Linked DNA regions of Mus musculus: region 1 is linked to region 2. A link is a contact called in public Hi-C data. All regions are on one chromosome and are shown on one strand. Each heading gives the region's core, a stretch centred on a gene start, on an enhancer-like site or on the middle of the called end of the contact. The rest is flanking DNA. Distances are from core to core; before and after follow the strand shown. Region 1 has its middle 27 kb from the start of Gm30896. Region 2 overlaps Kcp (kielin/chordin-like protein).

Region 1 (7,183 bases), core at 831-3,330, 170 kb before region 2:
CACTCTCCCCAGTCCTTCCCTCTCACCTCACCTCCAGCCATCCTCCCATACACCCTTCTCCTCAGAAAAGGCTCAAAAATGGGGAGGCCTCCCATGGATGCCAACCGGCCTTGGCGTATCAAGTTGCAGGAGGACGAGGCACATCTTCTCCTATTGTGTGTAGCAAAGGCAGCCCAGCCAGGAGACCGGGATCCAGAGGCTGGGCAACAGAGTCAGGTACAGATCCTACTCCCTCTGCCTGCTTTCTTATAGAACCCTGGACCACCAGAGCAGGGATGGCACCACCCACAGTGAGCTAGGCCTTCCCCCATTGATCACTAATTGAGAAAATGTCTTACAGCTGGATCTCGTGGAGGCATTTTCTCAACTGAGGCTCCTTCGTCTCAGATAACTCTAGCTTGTGTCAAGGTAACACACAAAACCAGCCAGTACAACTGACCGGCTGTCAACTTGACACACAAATATATCTCTATTAAGCCTTAACCCTCCCTTTCTTATTCATTCCCAAGATCTCACATAAGCGCTCTAAGTAACTTTAAAAGTCCCACTTTACAAATTCAAAACACATTAGAATTCCAGTCCATTTAAATTACCAATCTCTTTTAAAACCCCAAATGTTTTAAATTTCAAAGTCTCTCTCAATTATGGGCCCCCACAAAAATACTTTCTTACTTCAAGAGGGAAAAATCAGGGTACAGTCACAATCAAATCAAAGCAAAACAAAATTCCAATTGTCCAATACCTGGGATCCACTTATCATCTTCTGGACTCCTTTAAGGGGCTTGGGTCACTTCTCCAGCCCTGCCCTGTGCAGCACACCCAGCTTGTCTTCTAGGCTCCAGCTGGCTCCACTCCATGGCTGCTACCGTTTCTGACAGTCATCCCGTGATAGCACTGACAGCATCAAAACGCTGAGGTTTCTGGCTGCAACTGGGTTACACTCTCACCAATAACCTCTCATAGGCTCTCTTCATGGTGCCAAGCCTCAAATCCTTTGCATGACCCCTTCAGTCCTGGGCCTTCAACTCCCACTGAGGCTGTACCTTCACCAATGGCTTCTCTGACCTCTCACATTGCCAAGCTTCAGCTGCTCTTCATGACCCCATTCATGCCTTCAAAACCAGTACCACCTGCGTGACTCTTACACTACCAAGCTAGGCTGCCAGAAAGAGATACAACGGTGGCTACCTCTGAGAACACAGCTTCTGTGCTCCCTGGAGGTCAGAAAAAGCCATTGGATCTCCTGGAATTGGAGCTACAGATGGATGTGAGCCACTGTGTGGGTGCTGGGAACTGAAATCAGGTCCTCTGTAAGAGCAGCAAGTACTCTTAATCACTGGACAATCTCTCTAGTCCCTCTTACACCTTTCTTCTACAGCCCAGGCACACTTGCCCAGGGATGGCACTATCCACCACAGGCTGGCCCTCCTATAGCAATTTGTAATCAAATAAATACCCCATAGATGTGACCATAGGCCTGTCCCATGTAGATAATTTCTCAACTTGGGTTCTCTCTGACCAGGTGTGTCATGTTGACAAATGAAGCTACCTGTGACAGGCATGGTCAGATACACCCTCATGTAAAATACTAGAAAGGTATTTATATAGGTTATTTGTCAGTTCCTCTTATTCTGAAAGAGGAAGAGAGGGAGGGGAGGGAGGAGGGGATCGCATAAGATGGGAGTTGTTTCATGTTGCAAAGCCGACGTCAGAGATATACAAAAAGACTGGCATTGGGGAACTCGAAAGGGTGGTAAACCAAGTATGGCTGCACATGCTTAATGCGGCACATGCCTAACCCCAGCCCTCGAGGAGTGGAGGCGGGGAGAGTCAGTTCAAGGTTGTCTTCGGGACATGAGACCGAGGGTCAAAATGAACTAATTAGGTAATGCTCGATTAATAATTAACAAAATAATTAACAATTAATTAATTGATAATTAAAAAGAAGAACGAGACGGTAAATATCTGCGGTGAAATCCTTTTTCATCCACCTTGGATCAAGGAGAGACTCCACAGAGCCTGTTTTCATCCAGGCTGTTAGTGCTTGTCTTCACGTGTAGTACCTCTCGCAGTCACAAGAGGGCGGTATGGCTCTTGGTTGGCGTTTAGGGTGTTGGCTGGGATGGAAGTAACTGAGAAGCCTGGTTTCCTTTAGTGCCAATTTTCTTGCCAGATACGCCTTTGTCTCCTCCTACTAATAGCAAAGCTAGGAAGAAACCGTGGAGCTGGGGGGCTGGGAGGTCTTTTGTATCTTTGATGTTTTGAAATGAGAAGTGGAGGTAGCAAGTTTCACCGGCCTCACAGAGGTATATGTTGCCCAGGGAGGCCTTCAAAGGGGGGAATACTGACTTAGCATGGTTTCTGTGCCTTGCTTTGTTTGAGTAGGGAGGGTCAAGACATGGGCTTCAAGTAGGCCAGTCTAGCCTTGAGGTCAAGTAGCTGAGGATGACCGTGATCTCCCCTCCACACACTCAGCCACACAGTAGATTCTTCAACGCCAGGGGTGGTCCATGCCTTTAATCCCAGCACTCAGGAGGCGGAGTCAGGTCAGATCTCTGAGTTCAAGACCAGCCCGGTCTACAGAGGGAGGTCCAGGACAGCCTGGGCTAAACAGAGAAACTCTTGTCTCGAAAAACCAAAACCAAACCAAACCAAAAAAGCTGCTGCCTGTTATTAGATGCTCTGAGAGCTGGAGCAGGAGAACAAAAGTTCCAGGCCAGTCTAGCCTACATAGCAAGAGCCGTCCCAAAACAACAAACCAAACATCAGGCTGTGGTGGTAGCTCCGTTGGCAGCGCACGCGAGGCTCTGGCTTCAGTGCCCAGCATCACGTGGAAAAGCCGGGGTGTGGTAGACACACATTTACTTACACACCAAGGCCATCATTTCGCTTACTGTTTAGAGAGTCTTCCTTTTTCCAGGCTTCCTGCCAGGTTCATCACCAGCCCCATCGGAGTCACACATCGCAGCCAGACGGACGGACATAAAAGGCCGTTTACTTCCATCTTTCTCCTGTCACGCCCGAGTGTACCAGGATCACCTGGGTACCTGTTGAAATGCAGACCAGGTCCCAACCCCAGAGCCACTGAGAGGACGACTAGAAACCCCACATAGGGATTTAAATAGGGGCCCCTCCTCCACTATACCCTCATAACTAACCCACGAAGGTGAAATTTTGAGTTCTTGTTTGGTTCAGCATCAAATTGTAGAAGAAGAAACAAAACTCAAAAGCTGAATGGGTTACCCAAGATTACCCAGCAAGCACATCATTACGGTTTTTGCTTTACTTTTTTGGTTTTGTTTTTGTTTTTTGAGAGAGGGTTTATTTTAGTAGCCCTGGCTGTACTGGAACTCACTCTATAGACCAGGCTGGCCCTTAAACTTAGAGATCTGCCTGACTCTCCCTCCTGAGTGCTGGGATTAAAGGCATGTGCCACCACTACCACCTGTTTGCTCTACATTTCTTTCTTTCTTTCTTTTTTTTTTTTAAGTTTTTTAGATTTATTTATTATTGTATTATTATGTACACTGCAGCTGTCTTCAGACACCAGACATGCCAGAAGAGGGCATCAGATCTCATTAGAGATGGTTGTGAGCCACCATGTGGTTACTGGGATTTGAACTTAGGACCTTCAGGAGAGCAGTCAGTGCTCTTAACCGCTGAGCCATCTCTCCAGTCCCATTCTCTATATTTCTTAAAGCTAATCTAGACCAGAGTTTTAAATAGATAGTTCACAGAGTCTGCAAGTATTTGGTTAAAAGGATTTGCCTAAAAGAAAAAGAATCATTATTATTTATAATTATTATAACATGAATCAGGACTGTCATTTTTATTAATTAATTAATTAATTAATTTTCCAAACAGGGTTTCTCTGTATATCCCTGGCTGTCCTGGAACTCACTCTGTAGACCAGGCTGTCAGGACTGTCATTTGTAAACTATCATTTCTAATGTTCAAATCACCACAGAAGTTCCACCACTAGGGGTTGGAGAGATAGCTCTGTAGTTAAGAATACTGGTTTCACTTCCAGAGGACCCAGGTTCAGTTCCCAGAACCCATGTAGCAGCTGACAACTTCCTGTATCTCCAGTACCAGGGCAATCAGATGACCCCCTCCTGGCTTCTGTGAACACTGTATGTCCATGGTGGACAACATAATGCAAAATGCCCGTATACATGAAGTAAAATAAAAGCAAAGATAGGATGGAAACTCTTGTTATACTTAATTTCTCTTTAATCTAAAGGCAATGTAAAAGGACATATAGGAGTTTTACATTTTCTTTTTATTATGTTATGTGTGGGAGTATCGCCTGCATGTATGTATATGTCTCAAGCATATACCACCCAGGTCTGAAGAGGTGTTAGATCACTTAGAACTGGAGTTACGGACAGTGGTAAGCCATCGTGTGGGCACTGGCAATTGAACCTGAGTTCTCTGTAAGAACCAACAAGTGCTTTTAACCACTGAGCAAGCTTTGTAGCCTCAACATAGAGTTTCTGATGAATACTTTCAATGAATAAGGCTGAAACATAAAAAGCCATTTGGAGAAATAAATGGACTTCAACCCATGCTTCATATCATAAATAGAAATTAGGACATGAATCATAGACTGATAGGTGAAATCTTGAAGTATAAAACTTCTAGTAGAAAAATCTTGGGGCTGGAGAGATGGTTCAGTGGTTAAGAGCACTGACTGCTCTTCCAGAGGTTCTGAGTTCAATTCCCAGCAACTACATGGTGGTGCTCACAACCATCTGTAATGGGGTCTGATGCCCTCTTCTGGTGTGTCTGAAGACAGCTACAGTGTAGTCACATAAATAAAATAAATAAATCTTTAAAAAGAAAAAAAGAAAAAAATCTTGTGGTATTAAACAAGATTTCTTAGTATATTAAAATATTATCAATAAACAGTACATTTAATAAGTTGTACTTTATCAAAATTAAAATTCTTTTTTGGGGGAGTGAGGTGGGGTTTCTCTGCGTAGCCCTGGCTGTCCTGGAACTTGCTTCACAGACTAGGCTGGCCTTGAACTCAGAGATCCACCTGCCTCTGCTTCCTGAGTGCTGGGATTAAAGGTGCTCACCACCACCACCTGGCCCCAAAATTTAAAATTTCTATCAAAAAACAATTATAGCCATGCATGGTCACATACATCTATAACCCCAGAATTCAGAAGGAAGGCGCAGGAGATTAGGAGTTCAAAACCAGCTTTGTCTACAAGAGATATGTCTCACATAAAAGAAAGAAACAAATTTCAAATATTGACAAGGATGTGGAGAAAGAGAAACCCTTTATTCACTGTTAGTAGGAATGTATATTAGTATAATCACTGTAGAAAACAATATGGAGGTGTTTCAAAAAGCCAAAACTAGAGCTACCCCATGACTCTGTTCTACCACTTTTGGGGCATTTACATGAAGAAAATGAAGTTGGTATACAAAAGAGATACCCACATACCATGTGCGTTATAGCACTATTCACAATAACCAGGATATTCATAAACATAGGTGCCCATTAACAGATGGATGAATAAAGGTGTGTGTGTGTGTGTGTGTGTGTAGGACAAACTTGTAGCTGGATTTTTATTTATGTGTATATTGTATATCTATGTGAGTGTTAGATGTGTTTCTCAATTGTTCTCCATCTTATTTACTGAGGCAGGACCTCTTTTTAAACTTTTTATTTCTATTTTATGCATATAGGTGTTTGACTGAGTGCATATATGTGCAATGTATGCATGCAGTGTCCAGGGAGGCCAGAAGAAAGTGAAGTTATAGCTGGTCGTGAGCTGTCATGTAGATGCTGGGAATTGAACCCTGGTCCTGTGGAAGAGCAGTTAGTGCTCTTAATGACTGAGCCATCTCTCCAGCTCTGAGGCAGGGTCTCTTGATAAGGCCAGGGCTCACAGAGTCAGCTAGTCTAGATAGTCAGCGTGAACAAGTTCTGCTTGCTGTCTCAGCCTCTGCGACCCCGCGATTATCGGCAGTCACGCTGGCAGGCTTTTGTGTGGGTTCTGAGCATCAATCCAAACTCCAGCCTTCACATTCACAATGCAAGCACTTTATCTTAATTAATTTTTAAAATTTTTTTAATTTATTTTTTTAATTAGGTATTTTCTTCATTTACATTTAAAATGCTATCCCAAAAGTCCCCTATATCCTCCCAACCCATTCCCCTACCCACTCACTGCCACTTCTTGGCCCTGGCGTTCCCCTGTACTGGGGCATATAAAGTTTGCAAGACCAATGGGCCTCTCTTTCCACTGATGGCCGACTGGGCCATCTTCTGCTACATATGCAGCTAGAGACATGAGCTCCGGGGGTACTGGGTAGTTCATATTGTTGTTCCACCTATAGGGTTGCAGACCCCTTTATCTCCTTGGGTACTTTCTTTAGCTCCTCCATTGGGGGCCTTGTGATCCATCCAATAGCTGACTGTGAGCATCCACTTCCGTGTTTGCCAGGGCCTGGCATAGCCTCACAAGAGACAGCTATATCAGGGTCTTTTCAGCAAAATCTTGCTGGTGTATGCAATGGTGTCAGCAGGATCAATATAGTAAAAATGACCATCTTGCCAAAAGCAATCTACAGATTCAATGCAATCCCCATCAAAATTCCAGCTCAATTCTTCAACGAATTAGAAAGGGCAATTTGCAAATTCATCTGGAATAACAAAAAACCTAGGATAGCAAAACCTCTTCTCAAGGATAAAAGAACCTCTAGTGGAATCACCATGCCTGACCTAAAGCTGTACTACAGAGCAATTGTGATAAAAACTGCATGGTACTGGTATAGTGACAGACAAGTAGATCAATGGAATAGAATTGAAGATCCAGAAATGAACCCACACATCTATGGTCACTTGATCTTTGACAAGGGAGCTAAAACCATCCAGTGGAAAAAAGACAGCATTTTCAACAAATGGTGCTGGCACAACTGGCGGTTATCATGTAGAAAAATGCGAATTAATTTATTCCTATCTCCTTGTACTAAGGTCAAATCTAAGTGGATCAAGAAACTCCACTTAGTTAATTTTAAAAATTATTTTAATTAATCAACTGTGTGTGTGTGCTGACACTCACACAGTGGTCAGTGGACAACTGACAAGAATTGGTCCTCTCCTCAGGTCTGTCAAGCATGGCAGCAAACACCCCTACCAACTGAATTATAGGTTAGTAGAGAG
Region 2 (6,645 bases), core at 1,345-3,844:
CTGTCAGTGTCAGGTGAGTCCTCTTGCTGTGGGGACCCTCAGAGCTGTCCACCCGCTCTGCTCTGTGAGCTGAGGCTGAGCCCCTTCCTCTCAGCAGCTCCTGAGCTCCTGCTCACTCTGACATTTGTCCCGAGTGTCATCTCCTGCCTACACCCTGCTCCCAACTCTGTCCCCACAACCCCACAAGATCTGCTGTTTTCTCCATGTTGTGTTTACGTGCTCACAATAGGATCTGACGTGGCTCTGTACTCACCGGGCCTGTCCTGAGCTCAGCTGTCCCCTGTGGGAGCGTCACACAACCCCTGGCAGCTGCTGCCCCGTGTGTAAAGGTGAGTGTCCAGACTTGATCTCCCCATCAGAGAGAATTCAGGGATGTAGGAGGGAAGGGAGGGCACTTGTGGGTGCCCTGAGCTCTGCAGTTAGAGTGTTCCTTCCATGCTTTTGTGGAAACAGAGGAGCTATTCACATGGGTGGAAAATCAACCCATGAGGCAGAAGGAACAGGGACAGAACCCCACATTCTCAAGGCTGAGGGTTTTCCAGGGGCCGTGAGGACTCCAGACTTTGCACTTCACAGGTGTGGGAGTTGGCTTAGTTGAGGGTTCCAGGGACTGGCATTCTGGGTCTCTAGGACTCCGTAAGAAACTAGCTTGAGTACAAGGTCTAATACCCACCAGACTTACCAGGCTTTCTGGATGCTTGCTAAAGAAATTAGCACCCTTGGGCACTGATGGAATGAGACAGTGAGTTCCAAGATGGGGGAGTGCTTCGGGAAAGGCATCCACTTCTCTGCAGACTGCAGGGTGGAGGCTCTTGGCAGGAGAGTTGGGTGTGGAGAGCCCAAAGCAACACTTGCATTGCCTGCACCTACCATGTAACCTGGGGACAAGTGGGTAGGTAAAGGGAGGCAGGTCTAACATCCACCAGCAAATAGGGGCCATGTGAGTAGCAGCTGCATTGTCCTGGCAAGGAGTTGAGGCCCGGGCTTCATGCCCACCTGCGCTGTTGGGTGTTCTTCTGGGGCAGAGGAACTGTGAAAGAGGCACTGCCTAAGGCCCTACTCAGAAGGCCACAGAGATTGCAGGTCATGGCCTGGGTCTTAGTTAGGGTTTCTTTTGCTGTGAAGAGCTCTCATGACTGTGGCAACTGTTATAAAGGAAAATAATTGGGGCTGGCTTACAGGTTCAGAGGTTTAGGCCATTATCATCGTGGCAGGAAGCATGGTGGCCTGCAGGCAGTCACAGGGCTGGAGAAGAGGCTGAGAGTTCTACATCTGAATCTACAGGCAGCTGGAAGAGAGAGTCACACTGGGTCTTGCTTGTAAAACCTTAACCCCACCCCCACCCCCCATGGCGCACTTCCTCCAGCAAGGCCACACCTCTAATAATGCCACTCCCTGTCATTCTATGGGGGGGTGCATTTTCACTCAAATCACCACAGCCTGGCTCCTGTGGGAAATCCCTCTACAATGACATCTGTCTTTAGGACCATGTGGAGTGTACCTTGAGAAGAGCCAAGAGCTCTCCTGTCCTTATGGCTAAAGGTGCTTAAAGCTGGCATGGTCCTCAAGCAGTGCCAAGGGGAGGGATGTGTTGATGGAGGAAGAGTAACATAGCTAAGTCCTCTCTGTTGGCCCTACAAGAACACCCAACAGTGCAGGTGGAAATGGAGCCTGGCCTCAACTCCTTGTCCAGCAGAACAATGCCTCTGCCACCCACATGGGCCATATTTGCTGGTGGATGCTAGACCCACCTCCCTTTGCCCGACGTTCCTCAGATCACGAGTGGCAGGTGCAGGTTATTCAAGTGTTGCTGGGGTCCTGCCGACTCTCCAGCCATCACTCTCCAGCTGATATCCTCCACCACACAGTCTAAGAAGGAGAAATGGATGTCTGTCCAGAAACACTGCTGTGTTTGGGCAGGGTACTGAACCTGTCTCGTTTCTCCTCAGACCCTACCCAGTCATGCATGCATCAGGGTCGCTGGGTGGCCTCTGGAGAACAGTGGGCAGTGGATGCCTGCACCAGCTGCTCCTGTGTGGCTGGTACTGTGCACTGCCAGACCCAGCGCTGCAGGAAGCTCGCATGTAGCCGGGTGAGTGCCTTGGTTCAAGGTGGTAGGACTAGGGCACAAGGGCACTGCCTCCCCAGAGCGATGAGAGGGGCTTTGGGTTTCTGTTGCCATCCATGAACTACTAGCGGAGCCAGGGCTGGTGCTGTTCCTGGAGTGACCACCAGGGGGTGAACCTGGGTTCAAGGGATCAGTGAGACCACCAGAGGGCTGAGACTTGACAGGGGAAGTGTCCTGTGACTGAATCTGTTTGGGTCGGGGGCCAGGATGAGGTCCCTGCCCTGAGTCCCGGCAGCTGCTGTCTCCGCTGTTTGCCCCGGCCGGCTTCCTGCATGGCCTTCGGAGACCCCCATTACCGCACCTTCGATGGCCGCCTGTTGCACTTCCAAGGCAGCTGCAGCTACGTGCTGGCCAAGGACTGCCACGGCGAGGACTTCAGGTACGAACCCCTTTCTCTACTCCGTGACACCTTAACCTGGCACCTCTGACCTCTGGCACCCGGGCCCTTCCTCCTCTTAGTGTGCACGTGACTAATGATGACCGGGGCCGGAGGGGTGTGGCCTGGACCCAAGAGGTAGCAGTGCTGTTGGGAACCGTGGCTGTGAGGCTGCTGCAGGGCAGGACAGTCATGGTGAGCTAAGGACCCAGGGAAGGTCAGTGCTACACAGTTCACCTGTCTGATCCGACATGGCCCCTTCCTTCCCCTCCCCCTCCCCCTTTTCCAGGTGGACCAGCACACAGTGACCTTGCCCTTCCTCCGGGAGCCACTGCTGTACATTGAGCTTCGTGGTCACACTGTGATCCTGCATGCCCAGCCTGGGCTTCAGGTATAGACAGAGGGCAAAACAGGGTGGTCCTGGCACCTCAGCACTTCTAACGCTTCTGTAACTTCCAACGCGTCTGCCTGGTAGGAGGAGGAGAAGGCAGGGGTGAGAAAGTATAAAGTCGGTGGGGATCAGGAGGCAGTCAAGGTGTTCTGAGGACTCTCCCACCTCCCATGTGGGAAAATGATGATCTCTTGCTCGCAGCCCGAGCCATAACTTACAACCCCAAGCTGTGTGCACTTGATCCAAACTCTGATGGCGTTGTACCTTCCTTAAGGCCCCAGGGCAGTGATTCTCAGGAAGAGGGTTTTGTTCCACCTGGAGTCCAGTTGAAAGATGCAGTGGGCAGCTCTCCCACGAGCATTTGGTCAGGCTGTATAACAAGGTACACAGGCTAGGGAAGTGGCCCTTCCATCCCACAGTGCACCTGTCCATCCCACAGCAGGGAGACTATCAAATTAGCTCGTGAACTCCTTGGGGTCTCCGTCCTTCCCCCTCCCTAGTCCCAAGCCTCTTTGCACAGGTGCTGTGGGACGGGCAATCCCAGGTGGAGGTGAGAGTTCCCAGCTCCTACCGGGGCCAGACTTGTGGTCTCTGTGGGAACTTCAATGGCTTTGCCCAGGATGATCTGCAGGGTCCGGATGGGAGGCTCCTGCCCACAGAGGCTTCGTTTGGGAACAGCTGGAAGGTGAGTAGCTTGGGAGCAAGAAGTTGCAACAGGCTAAAGGAACTGGGTACAAGCCCCTGCTAGGGGACCCAAGACAGACTTCTGCATTGTCATGGAAGCTGGAGGTGTAAAAGCTTGCCTTGAAGAGGCAGATGGCCTGCTGGAAACCGTGTCACCTGAATCCCTAGAATGTGCTCTGTCACTCGCTGGCTGTGGAACCTTGAACAAGTTATTTACCTGTTTTAGCCTTAATTTATTTGTAAAAGGGAGACAAGATGAATATAGATGGTGCTTTTCTTTGCTGTCTTATTGATGTTGGTTTTGATATAGAATCTTGCTGGGTAGCCCATACCGGGCTCCAGCCTGATACCTTCTTATCCCAGCTTCCCGAGAACCAGGATCACACCTCAATGGGCACTTTCGCCTCTTTCTGTTTTGTTTTGAGACAGGGTCTCACATAACCCAGATCGTCCTATGTAGCCAGGAATAGCATTGAACGGCTGGTCCTCCTGCCTGTCTCCAAGTGCTGAGATTACAGGACTGCACCACTGTTTCCAGTTTTTTTATGCCACACAGAGTATCAAACAAAGGCAGGGCTTTGTGCTGTAGACAAGCAGTCTTCCGACTGTGCTGTTTCCACAGCCCAGTGTGTGCTGTTCTTGAGGGGACAGCTTTGATTCCTTTGCCTTTTCTTTTTTGACACAAAGTCTCGCCATGTTATCTAGATATTTCTAGCGCAGGATCCTCCTGCCCCAGGCTTCTAATGCTGGGATCATAGGTGTGTACCAGTATGCCTTGCCCTTAAAAATTAGCATATATTATTTATACATAATAATTTATTTCATTTTGATATTTTCATATATGTATATAATGTATTTTAGTCACCTTCCCAGCTAGCCCAAACCTCTACTTTCTTTAGTGGGGTGTAGTGGAGAGTTTATGGGAGCATCACAGGTCCTGCTCAATTTTGCCAGCCATGTTTCCACATCATGATTGCTGTCTCCATGTAGGTCCCCAAGGGGCTGGGGCCTGGCCGGCCGTGTTCTGCAGGCCGAGAGGTGGACCCGTGCCGGGCAGCAGGCTACCGTGCCAGGCGTGAGGCCAATGCCCGGTGCGGGATCCTGAAGACTTCACCGTTCAGTCATTGCCATGCTGTGGTGCCCCCGGAACCCTTCTTTGCTGCCTGTGTGTACGACTTGTGTGCTTGTGGTCCAGGCTCCTCCTCTGACACCTGTCTCTGTGATGCCCTTGAAGCCTACGCTAGCCACTGTCGCCAGGCAGGGGTGACTCCTGTCTGGAGGGGTCCTACACTCTGTGGTAAGGGGGTGATACCAGTTTGTATTGATGGAAGGCATAGTACAGAAAAGAGGGGCAGCCAAATAGACTCAAGTCTGGACAGAGAGGGCACAGGGAGCCTGTAAAGTATAATGTAACAGCTAGAGGGGCTCTAGGGGACCTCTGTGACATTGCTTTCCCCTCTGCCTGCAGTGGTGGGCTGCCCTGTGGACCGTGGCTTTGTGTTTGATGAGTGTGGACCACCTTGTCCCCGTACCTGTTTCAACCGGCACATACCCCTAGGGGAACTGGCAGCCCACTGTGTGAGACCCTGTGTTCCAGGCTGCCAGTGTCCTGCAGGCCTGGTGGAACATGAAGGCCATTGCATCTCACCTGAGGTCTGCCCACCAGTCCTGCTTACTGGCGACTAGCCAGCTCACATCCTGTCCAATCCCAGTCAGGAGCAGCCCCTGGTTCCATGCTGAGTTAAGAATACCCATATCCCGAACTTACCTGGCCAGAGGTTACCCCTTGGTGAGCAGTAGTGGAGACTGCCCTGCTCAGGCAATGGGATCTTATGCCAGTCCTCCAGACATCCACAGTGTGAAAACACAAGAATAAACTCTACACTTGCCCATGACTTCCTTGTATGTGTACTTCTTGCTGGCACTTGTGTTGGAGGCTGGGCTGCTGGGAATTCAGGGCCCAGTGGTCAGAGTCCTTAATCCATCCTTATGTCTGTATCCCTGGGCTGCCCCAACTGACCATGTCCTGGTGTTGTCTCAGAAACTTTGAAATGGAAAGGATAACCCAGGTGGCTTGGTCTTTACCCCGTGCTTGGTCTGTGTGGTAGGCATGGCCTGTGACTGTTACCTGAGACCCTTTGTGGACCCATGTGGGACCTTGCAGGGGTTGAAGAGCCACTGAGAAGAGGTATAAATCATAAAATAGCCTTCCTCTTTCTTTCTTTCTTCTGGGTTTGTTGTCCTGAATGCTTCAATATCTTCTTGGTTACTCTAAGAACTGGTGATACAGGCCTCGGTGCCTAGACAGAGACCAGAGAAGTACAGCTTCATGGGCAGCTTCTGTTCATATGCAGGAGAACCCTTAGAAACACATATGTGGGCTGGAGAGATGGCTCAACGGTCAAGAGCACCTGACTGCTCTTCCAGAGGTCCTGAGTTCAATTCCCAGCAACCACATGGTGGCTCACAACCATCTGTAATGGGATCTGATGCTCTCTTCTGGTGTGTCTGAGGACAGCAACAGTGTACTCATGTGCATTAAATAAATAAATAAATAAATAAATAAATAAATCTTTAAAAAAAGGAAGAAACACATGTGCACAAACATCTGTGTGCATTCACAGTCACAGCGTCAGGCAGACATGCAGACAGTAAATACAGCTTACCGAGGTGTCATTATAGGGGAAGGTTTGGAAATAGAAAAGACCCAGAATTTGAGTTTTCTTGAATGATGTGACCTTAAGTGTTTTAGGAACCTTGCCAGGCAGTGGTGGCACCCACCTTTAATCCCAGTACTTGGGAGGCAGAGGCAGGTGGATTTCTGAGTTCAAGTCCAGCCTGGTCTACAGATCGAGTTCCAGGACAGCCCAGAGAAACCCTGACTTGAAACAGAAGAAAACAAAACAGTTTTAGGAATCTTAGTTCTAAGATCAGGGGACTTTGTTGTCACTAATGATCCTAATATTAGGTAAGTGAGGGCTAATTGCTCCAGGAGAGATGCAGTCAAGCCCTTCATTATTTACTTGGGCAACCGAGTATTGAAATGAATTGGAGGCCACTCATCCT

The links. Hi-C and Micro-C count contacts between places; a contact is called where the count stands out from the background.
Region 1: a contact with region 2 is called in a Hi-C map of bone marrow-derived macrophages, with 30 read pairs. The contact joins two enhancer-like sites. A contact is called at or near these places in 3 of 39 promoter capture datasets (HPC-7-derived erythroid cells, embryonic stem cells and neutrophils), 3 of 15 datasets of contacts at CTCF or cohesin (the NIH/3T3 cell line, large pre-B cells and pro-B cells), 6 of 484 Hi-C or Micro-C datasets (B cells, the C10 cell line, bone marrow-derived macrophages and 3 more), 3 of 115 datasets of contacts at active chromatin or transcription factors (embryonic stem cells and stem cell-derived neural progenitor cells) and 3 of 9 other capture datasets (adipose tissue, liver and pancreatic islet).

What each region holds. Positions count from the first base shown.
Region 1 is chr6:29,644,893-29,652,075 of GRCm38.p6, reverse strand. No RefSeq gene overlaps it. Among named protein-coding and RNA genes, the nearest start is that of Gm30896, 27 kb to the left of the region's middle. Within about 2 kb of position 2,080, at least 19 of the 459 cell types and tissues checked have an H3K27ac peak or open chromatin away from gene starts, as enhancers often do. A contact at or near this core is called in bone marrow-derived macrophages and liver, where this site is marked.
Region 2 is chr6:29,480,865-29,487,509 of GRCm38.p6, reverse strand. It overlaps Kcp (kielin/chordin-like protein), which reads left to right. Exons shown (of 38, transcript NM_001029985.4): 30 at 1-13; 31 at 230-329; 32 at 1,950-2,092; 33 at 2,335-2,507; 34 at 2,588-2,699; 35 at 2,794-2,895; 36 at 3,416-3,580; 37 at 4,570-4,876; 38 at 5,048-5,474. The coding sequence ends at 5,265. Among named protein-coding and RNA genes, the nearest start is that of Atp6v1fnb, 13 kb to the right of the region's middle. Within about 2 kb of position 2,594, at least 57 of the 459 cell types and tissues checked have an H3K27ac peak or open chromatin away from gene starts, as enhancers often do. A contact at or near this core is called in bone marrow-derived macrophages and liver, where this site is marked.